Linked DNA regions of Mus musculus: regions 1 and 3 are each linked to region 2. The links are chromatin contacts, called in public Hi-C and HiChIP or PLAC-seq maps. All regions are on one chromosome and are shown on one strand. The core of a region is the stretch at or near the end of the contact, and the rest is flanking DNA. Distances in the headings are between cores, read along the strand shown. Region 1 overlaps Exoc4 (exocyst complex component 4). Region 2 overlaps Exoc4 (exocyst complex component 4). Region 3 overlaps Exoc4 (exocyst complex component 4).

The links. A called contact is a pair of places that touch in the nucleus more often than the background predicts. HiChIP or PLAC-seq counts read pairs in DNA pulled down with a chosen protein or histone mark.
Region 1: a Hi-C map of the N1E-115 cell line shows a contact between it and region 2, with 2.4 times the contacts expected there. The contact joins two enhancer-like sites. A contact is called at or near these places in 2 of 484 Hi-C or Micro-C datasets (the N1E-115 cell line and nephron progenitors) and 1 of 115 datasets of contacts at active chromatin or transcription factors (embryonic stem cells).
Region 3: a contact with region 2 is called in an H3K4me3 HiChIP or PLAC-seq map of bone marrow-derived macrophages, with 4 times the contacts expected there. The contact joins two enhancer-like sites. A contact is called at or near these places in 1 of 484 Hi-C or Micro-C datasets (cerebellum) and 1 of 115 datasets of contacts at active chromatin or transcription factors (bone marrow-derived macrophages).

The regions. Positions count from the first base shown.
Region 1 is chr6:33,922,481-33,925,180 of GRCm38.p6, reverse strand. The region is part of intron 17 of Exoc4 (exocyst complex component 4); the gene reads right to left. Among named protein-coding and RNA genes, the nearest start is that of Gm13853, 69 kb to the left of the region's middle. Within about 2 kb of position 1,445, at least 3 of the 459 cell types and tissues checked have an H3K27ac peak or open chromatin away from gene starts, as enhancers often do. A contact at or near this core is called in the N1E-115 cell line, where this site is marked.
Region 2 is chr6:33,514,298-33,516,997 of GRCm38.p6, reverse strand. All of the region lies in intron 9 of Exoc4 (exocyst complex component 4), which reads right to left. Among named protein-coding and RNA genes, the nearest start is that of Gm38785, 73 kb to the right of the region's middle. Within about 2 kb of position 1,302, at least 57 of the 459 cell types and tissues checked have an H3K27ac peak or open chromatin away from gene starts, as enhancers often do. A contact at or near this core is called in the N1E-115 cell line and bone marrow-derived macrophages, where this site is marked.
Region 3 is chr6:33,822,761-33,825,460 of GRCm38.p6, reverse strand. The region is part of intron 12 of Exoc4 (exocyst complex component 4); the gene reads right to left. Among named protein-coding and RNA genes, the nearest start is that of Gm13853, 170 kb to the left of the region's middle. Within about 2 kb of position 1,255, at least 56 of the 459 cell types and tissues checked have an H3K27ac peak or open chromatin away from gene starts, as enhancers often do. A contact at or near this core is called in bone marrow-derived macrophages, where this site is marked.

The DNA of each region.
Region 1 (2,700 bases), core at 196-2,695, 410 kb before region 2:
CTATTCTCTGCGAAAAGGAAGATATGAGAAAGAGAAGAGGAACCGGGGAAACCACTCTGGGATGTTCTTTTTGAATCTACAGAGATTGGCAGATAATCCTGTCACACAGCTCATTACCCTTCTGCTGAGCTCTGTCCTCCTACCACATGGCATCCACGGTGGCCTTGGTGACTTATTTCTGTAAATGAACATGGCAGCTCAAGTTTAGATGAGCGGTGATAGATAACTACAGCCATGCACACTTAGAGACCCAGAAACTTTCCAGTTAATCTGCTATGATTTTCTTGGGCAGTGAATCTTTTTGATTCTGAAAATTAAATGGTGGGATGAAGAGTCAAAACGACAGCAACATTGAAGTGATCTTCACCATGGAGGACAGAGCTCTCAGTGATCCTGGTAATGTTCAGGCTGTCTTGATTCTCTGTTCACCTAACCTACCCCAGTAGAGATTAAAGTACAGCGTGTATAAAGAGACAGACAACCTCGACGTGGGCAGGAAAATCAACAGAAGTAGAACCACTCCACATCCCCTAATTCCTTAGTATAGAAAGGTGCTATAGTTTTGACCGGCCAGGAATGCGTGGCAGTGAAAAAACCTACAGGTGTTGTACAACTTCTCGTTAAGTCAGTTTTCTGACACATGGCGACTGGTGATTAATTACTTGTTAGAAGATAACATTTCTATAGAGATTCACTGGAAATACAGGTGCCGTTGTCCATGCTTGATTAGACACTGCTTGAGGAATGCTGAGGCACACTGCTGCAGTCTCTTAGTCCTGGCTGTTTTTGGTATTTATTTTACACAGCTTCAAATTTGGTAGAATTGATGGAGACCATTTCAGAACATTATGTCCTACCTCAAAGAGAAGGGGAAGATAAGGCTGAGAAATACAGCCACATGAGAACAAGAGCAAATGAGGAGGAAAGAGACCACGGCCTGATGGCCTACATTACAACATTTGGTATCTCCTGCTTTCCAACATTGAGACACACTCTTGCTTCCTAGGAGGGCATAGAAAATTGACTATATTTGTTGATTAAAACTTTCAGGGCAGATCACCTTCCTGGTTATTTTGCAAACTCTTCATCAGCTTTGGTTTGGCATTTACTCATTTTCTCACCACATCTAGTGATCATGTACTCTGTTCTAAGCACCAAGAAGCTTCCCATTTAAGTAAGGAGAGATGGTGTCTGCTGCAGGATCTGGAGCACAGAATCTGCTCACACTACATGTGTACACCAGCCTGCATAATCCATTATAGAACAGGGCTAACATCAGACACACCCTCCCTGGTGGTCACATTCACCTTTTACCCACTCCTTGGATATAATTCAGAAACCCAACTGTGAAAGGCATGAGTGAGTTGCCATTCAATTATGTCCTGCAGAAACCCTTCACTGGAACATCGCCCACTGATGCCAATCTCAGTGCTACCCTGTCAGGGCTTCATGATGCAGACGCTGTTTTCTCAGTATTTGTTTGGGCCCCATACTGTCTGCCAAGGACTGTGTTAATTTACTTATTTCAACTAAATAAAAAAAATCATTTAAAAAAGGATGATTGAATTTAGGAATTATAGTCCTCAGAGAATTAGTAATGGCTCTTTGTATCCCTCAGGCCTCCATGTTCTTAACTTCCCCTTGTCAATGTTATTATGGATAGACTAATTCAATAATGAGATCATTTCCCATAAGAGCGGCCAAATAAATGCAGCATTCAGTCACACCTGGTTTCCCTAATCTGAACAAGAAAGGCTTTCCACCAAATTTATCATAAAACATGGAATTTAATGAACACACAGACACACAGACACACACACACACACACACCACTTTTCTGCAAACAGTAAAAAATATAGGAGAAGATAGAGTGGCAGAGAAGCAAGTGGGTATCAACCCACTAGATTAGAAAAGTTAAAAAGGAATACATGCAGGCCACTTTCCAAGCAAAGACCCCAGCACACGTGTCTTTATCATAGTCAGTTACACGTGTCATTTTCTTAACTATTCAAAAAACTATTTTACTTTTTCCCGAACTTCTAGAGGAATGTAAAGTCTGTTTCTGTAAAAAACCAGAAGTGCTAAACAAGAACATTCTGGACTAAAAACAAGTGTTTTTCCAGCTAAAAAGGCATTTGGAAATGCAGTTTAAGGTCCAGTTCTTCTAACTGTAAGTAACAGAGCGTGGGGGAAGGGTGGGAGGAGTTGCTACGTACTGCGATCCACATTCTACAAAACAGTTTAACAAAGCGCCAAGGGTTTGATTATTTATCGTATAATGTGGAAACCAAATGGTGTAAAATAAAATTAACCCTACCATTTGAAAAAGTGCCTTAGAAGGAGACATTAAGGGACACTAAGAATTGTGATGAGCAACCTTGAGGAGAAAAAGGCCAACGACTCTGCTCTCAGTGGGAAGAAAACTGGACAGGTTTTAACTGGGTCAATGCAGAAACGGTGTCCAAACAGGCTCATGTAAAGGCAAGTTCCGTACTTGCTTACCAGGAGAGAAACAAAATGCAAACCACCGACATCCAAAGCGGTTAGAAAATAAATTTCTGTTAATTTATACCACAAATTTATTCACTTATTGAAAGTGAAATTTTCTAGAAATATTAGTGAGTATTTGAAAAAAAACCCATGTTTTCAAAGATTACTACTATATGACAACATGAAATGAATATATTTTAAGTTACATTA
Region 2 (2,700 bases), core at 53-2,552:
TGAGCGGCCAAACCCAGGGCAGGATTAACTAAAGGAAGCTCAGAGTGAACCTTCAGAGGACTTCCATTGCTTCCTCACGGGAGACTCAAAGAGGCAGCAACACAGTGAAAAGAGAAAGGGCAAAGGCCGCCATTTTAAGCAGTCTAGGGATGATTACTTCACCATGGAAGTGACTTCCAGTTTCTAGGACCCTTTTCTGGACTGAACAGAGTGGCTGGTAGGAAGAGAAAACAGAATCTCATACATCTTTCGATGGGGAATTAGGGGGGATGGAGGAAAAATAAAGGCACAGAGAAGCACTAATTATACTTTGCTTGAACACTTCATTTGCAAAGGCCACCACAACCCCATTTGCCACAGTGCCGACCAAACAGCTAGACACTTGATTGTCCACCTACATGAGAAAGTGGTCATGTGAACAGCTGCAAACAGAGCTGCCTTGAGAAAAGTTTCCTTCTACCAACATGGGCAGAGCTGCATAGCTCATGCCTCCCTTTCCTCTCAGATGTGAACAGGACCTTTTCAGCAGGACCTATTCTTTGATCACCAGAGAAAGTAAAAAAGCCTTTACTGAATCCATTCAGATTTCTTCCATGGCCGAGACAACGCACTTAGAGTTCTTCAGTTATGAGTACTATAGTGCAAAGTGCTATCCGGCTCTGCTGCACACAAGTGCACATGCTCCAAAAATGCCACATTTCTGTATTCTTGATGATTCACACCCACGAATTACCACCACACAACACTGTGTCATCCATGAATAGCAGGCAGCACTATAGAAAACATTTGTTGTCTTCTTTAACTTAACTGTGTTTTCCGTATTTTCCATTAAGTTCTGTTTGATTAAGCAGAGATTAGTACAGGGTAGACAACTAACAATAACATGGCCAGCTTATTATACATTAACACACTTTGAAAATAAAAAAACACACTGTGATTCTACAAAATGAGTCTCAAAGAGGAAAACCAATTTTCCACTTATAAAGCTATGAATTCAATCTATTCCCATAAAAAAAACATGGGATGTAAAATGGAACTTGACATGTTCATTCTAAATTTCATCTGGAAGAATAAATCCAAGGCAATAAGATTTTAAAAGAATAATAGTAATAAAAAAATAAAAAAGTTCTTGCACACAATTTTGCAAAGTCTCTGACACAACACAGACACACACAAAGGAGGAATTTAAAACAAAAACAAAAGGAACTCGAATGGTAACTGGCCCAGTACCAAACTGAAAGAGACAAAGACAAACATAATTATTCATGCACTTAAGGCACAGGAAAGGCGAGTCATTTATCCAAGAAGCTCCCTGGTCAGGTCTGACTATGCTTCCCTAAAAGTGCCCTTCCAGGATACAGTGAAAGGTACTGGCCCACGGTGAGAATGCAAACTGGTGCTCCAAGGAGAGCCTCTTGCCGAACAGATGAAAGGGTCAGAGTAGTCCAGAAAGGGACAGTCCAGAGTGAAAAGAAGGAAGCAAATGTGGGACAGAGAGGAAAAGGAAGTAGAAACAAGACTCCAGAGCACCCAAGCCCCTGTCTGTCTGCTGCTGAGGCCCAGCCACACTCCTGTCATGTGATTCTGAGGAAAAGCTCACCCTCTGTTTTTAACCATAGGATCAGTAGGCTGGTACATTTTCACATGAAATCAAGCAATACTATATGCACATTTGATATTTCAAACCACTGGAAAAGGGCATTAATTCCCCCATATATTGAACTTAGACACTGACTAATATTTTTAAAAATTAACTTCAAGTTCTAGCTCACATATTATACAAAAATAAATTCCATGTGCATTAGATATGTAAATAACAAAAGAGTTAAACTATCGATGCTAGGGCAAAACTTTATTTTAAATAATGGATGAGGAAGGCCTTATCAAAACTTTAAGAATCAAGTATCTAAAGAAAGATAGTGGAATAATACAAAACAGCACACATTTGCACAATAACATATACTAAAGTTTAAAAAACAAGCCACAAACAGAAAGCAATTTGACACCTTAAAGAAAGGATAGTCATACTACAATTATATACAAATCAAGAAGTATATGAAAACAGTGAAGAAATAAGAAAGATAATTAAAAATAAAAAACAGAACAGAAAAATAGAAACTGAAATATAAGCCAAATGCAAACTAAAGTGCAAGTCCAGAGACCTGAGTGGTGGTTGAACTTCTTGAAATCTCAATTCAAAGAGTGCTGAGTGGAAGTACTTGGTATTGTCACATATTTCACCTCTTTGTCAGTTGGCTTTAAGGAGACCATGAGAACGGATGTCAGATACAGCTCTAAAAATGAACAAGGCATAAAGTACCCTGCTGTTGATTGACCTGCTGGGCATTCTGCTCGAGGGCAGATTCCTGCTCCCCCTCTAAACAACCCAAAATTTCTTAGACATTTTATTAACTCTTAGATATTTTGATTATCAGGACTTCATTGAATACAATTTGTACTGCTTCAACGAGCATCATCAGAGCTTAGGTGACAATCACTTTAAGTGCATGCATGTGTGCATGTGTTCGTGTGTTTGTGTGTGTGTGTGTGTATGTGTGTGTGTGTGTGTGTGTGTGTGTGTGTGTCACTGAAAAGGGGAATGAGGAAGCTATCTCCAGAATATGCAAGATAAATATTTATAATTTTCAAATTTAATGTTCTTCATCAAGAGAGGACAATTTAAATATACTTTCCTACTAC
Region 3 (2,700 bases), core at 6-2,505, 310 kb before region 2:
TGTTCCTCTGGCTCATGACTTTGTTTTGTTTTTGTTGTTGGTTATTTTTCATTTACATTTCATTAGGTTGGAAATGTTCAAGGCAAGCTCAACTCTGTTCTTAATCCTACAGATTATGCAGGGGTACTGAAGTACTTCCTGAGTTTGAAGGCATCCATGAATGTCCGTTTCTGCTAGTTAACACAATGGGTGTTATAACTGCACTTGGACCATGCCGTCCACCTCACCCCATTGGAGTCATATAGTACTCTTTGCCACTAACTGGGAAAATGCCAAACTTCCCTTCCTTACCTATGCACACATTCTGCCCTTGTTACGATTTGCTCGCTTTCCTGCATGCATCCATTCACCCTTCTGCTTTACTGCAATTCTCCCCATTCAGTTTAGCAAAGGCTTCCTCATTCATTCACCAAACATGCCAAGGGGGGCAGCAAGGTGTTACCCCTGAGTTGGATCTGCTATCATCATCCTTTCTCAAGAGTGCTCCTTAGCATTCTGGTATGCTTGGGATCAAATCCAGGGCCCTTTGCATGCTAGTCAAGTTCTACAGCAATTCCACTGAGTTCATGCTAAGCTTGCAGGTGTGTCATGCTGCAAAGTGTCTTCATACTTTAGCATAATTTCTAGCTCCTTTATGAAGACACAGTGAATGGCTGAAAGGTGAGTCCCCAGCTGCTTATAACTCTCAGTAGTATGCTGTGTCTGATATCAATGGAACCTCTAAGTATATAGCAGAGGTTTTATTTGTGTTTTCTACCAGCTTCAACATCATGGTTGTGTGTGTGTGTGTGTGTGTGTGTGTGTGTGTGTGTGTGTGTGTGTGTGTGAGAGAGAGAGAGATTGAGAGAGAGAGAGACAGAGACAGAGACAGAGACAGAGACAAGTGTGAGTACTCCGGCCACTGGAGAAAAATTAATGAACTGATACCAAATTAAAATGAAGAGAAACTTCACAAAAACTGTGAATTCTAAGCATTAAATGACTCGTTGGGGACAGATGGAACTGCTGGTTGAATCTCAGGGCAAAGAGGACAAACATGGGGAGAGAAGCATTTGGCTTAGAGGTGGCACAGTAATAGACAGACTGCCTGATTAGGAACATGGTACATTTCAGAACTCACAACTGGGTTTACTTGAAGCTCCAAGGGGTATGACTAATTAAGGAAAACACTTCTAGTTCTTACTTCCCTTGTAGGGAACATCTGCACCCCAATCACGTGCCATGACATCATTCCAGAGCAGTCTTTCTCTTGAGCACTGTGCTCTCACAGGAGAGATGTCCCTGACCTTTCCTCAGATCTTTAAACCCACAGCTCTGCTCAGGTTCTCCTGAGAGACTGGTTCTCAGCAGAGGGCATTGTGAGCTCACAGATTTGACAGCTTCCATGCAAGATCTGCTGAGAATCACGAGGGCGAAGTCGGACTGCAATGTTTCCCTACTTCCTCCCTCCTCCCCTCCCTAGTGTTATATCATTTTGGATCATTTGAATTGTACATGGCTTTCTATTTAAGTCAGTCATTTGCTGGCAGAAAAACTAGAACATTTCCTGTTTTTCCTCTCACTGTAATCAGGATTTGGTTGTCCAAATTAGGACTGCCCTAATTACTCCTCAGCAGGTGCCAATCCGGGGGAGGGCAACAGACTGGAAGAGAGGAAGTAAGGACACTGCATCTTCAGAGTCACGCAAGAAGAAAACACACGCTCCCTAAACCTGAAAAACCTGATGAAGTCACAGAAACACGCTCCTTGGGGTTGCGTGTGGAGAACGTACACACATGTCCATGTAAAACAAGTATAAAGATGGTTTTCTACTTGGTTGACTTCAAAGGTTTACAGATTTGCTTTTCCCAATCACAGATGAATTTACATTAGACCCATAATTCAGGAGCTGTGTACATCACCCCCAGACAATCATGTGTATGGAATCATCTGGGGAAACAAGAAGTGGACATCTTTGCCTCTGCCTCTTTCTCTGTCTCTCTCTGTCCCTCACTCCCCCCACCTTGTGTGTTTGTGTGTGTTTGTGTGTGTGTGTTTGTTTCCACAGGGTTCAGTCTCCTAGACAAAAGAATCAAGATCATTTTTAGAGTGTCACAGACCAAGAACCTAAAGCAATGGCTGTGTTCCAAAAGAACCAGGACATCGGCTTAGTAGGTAAGTGCTGCCAAGCCTGCTGATCTAATGTCTTTTAGTTAGGGCTCCTATTGCTGCTATGAAACCCCATGACCAAAAAACAATTCGGGGAGGAAAGGGTTTATTTGGCTTACACTTCCACATCATAACTGAAGAAAGTCAGGATAGGAACTTAAAAAGGGCTGGAACCTGGAGGAGAAGCTGATGCAGAGGTCATGGAGGGGTGCTACTTACTGGGTTGTTTCCCTTGGCTTGCTCAGCCTCCTTTATTACAGAATGCAAGGCCACCAGCCCAGCAGAGGCACCATAGTGGGCACCACACCCTGCCAACTACTAACTTAAAGAAATGTGCTACGGGCTTGCCTCCACCCCCTTCTGATGGAAGCATTTTATTAACTGAGGTTCCCTACTCTCAGATGACTTTAGCTTGACATAAAACTTGCCAAATTGGGAGTCCACAGGGTAGAAGGAAAGAACTGACCCCACAAGTTGTTGTCTGGCAATGATATGGGTACCATAGTATGTGCACATGTGTATACCATCCCATACGGTTAATACATATAATAA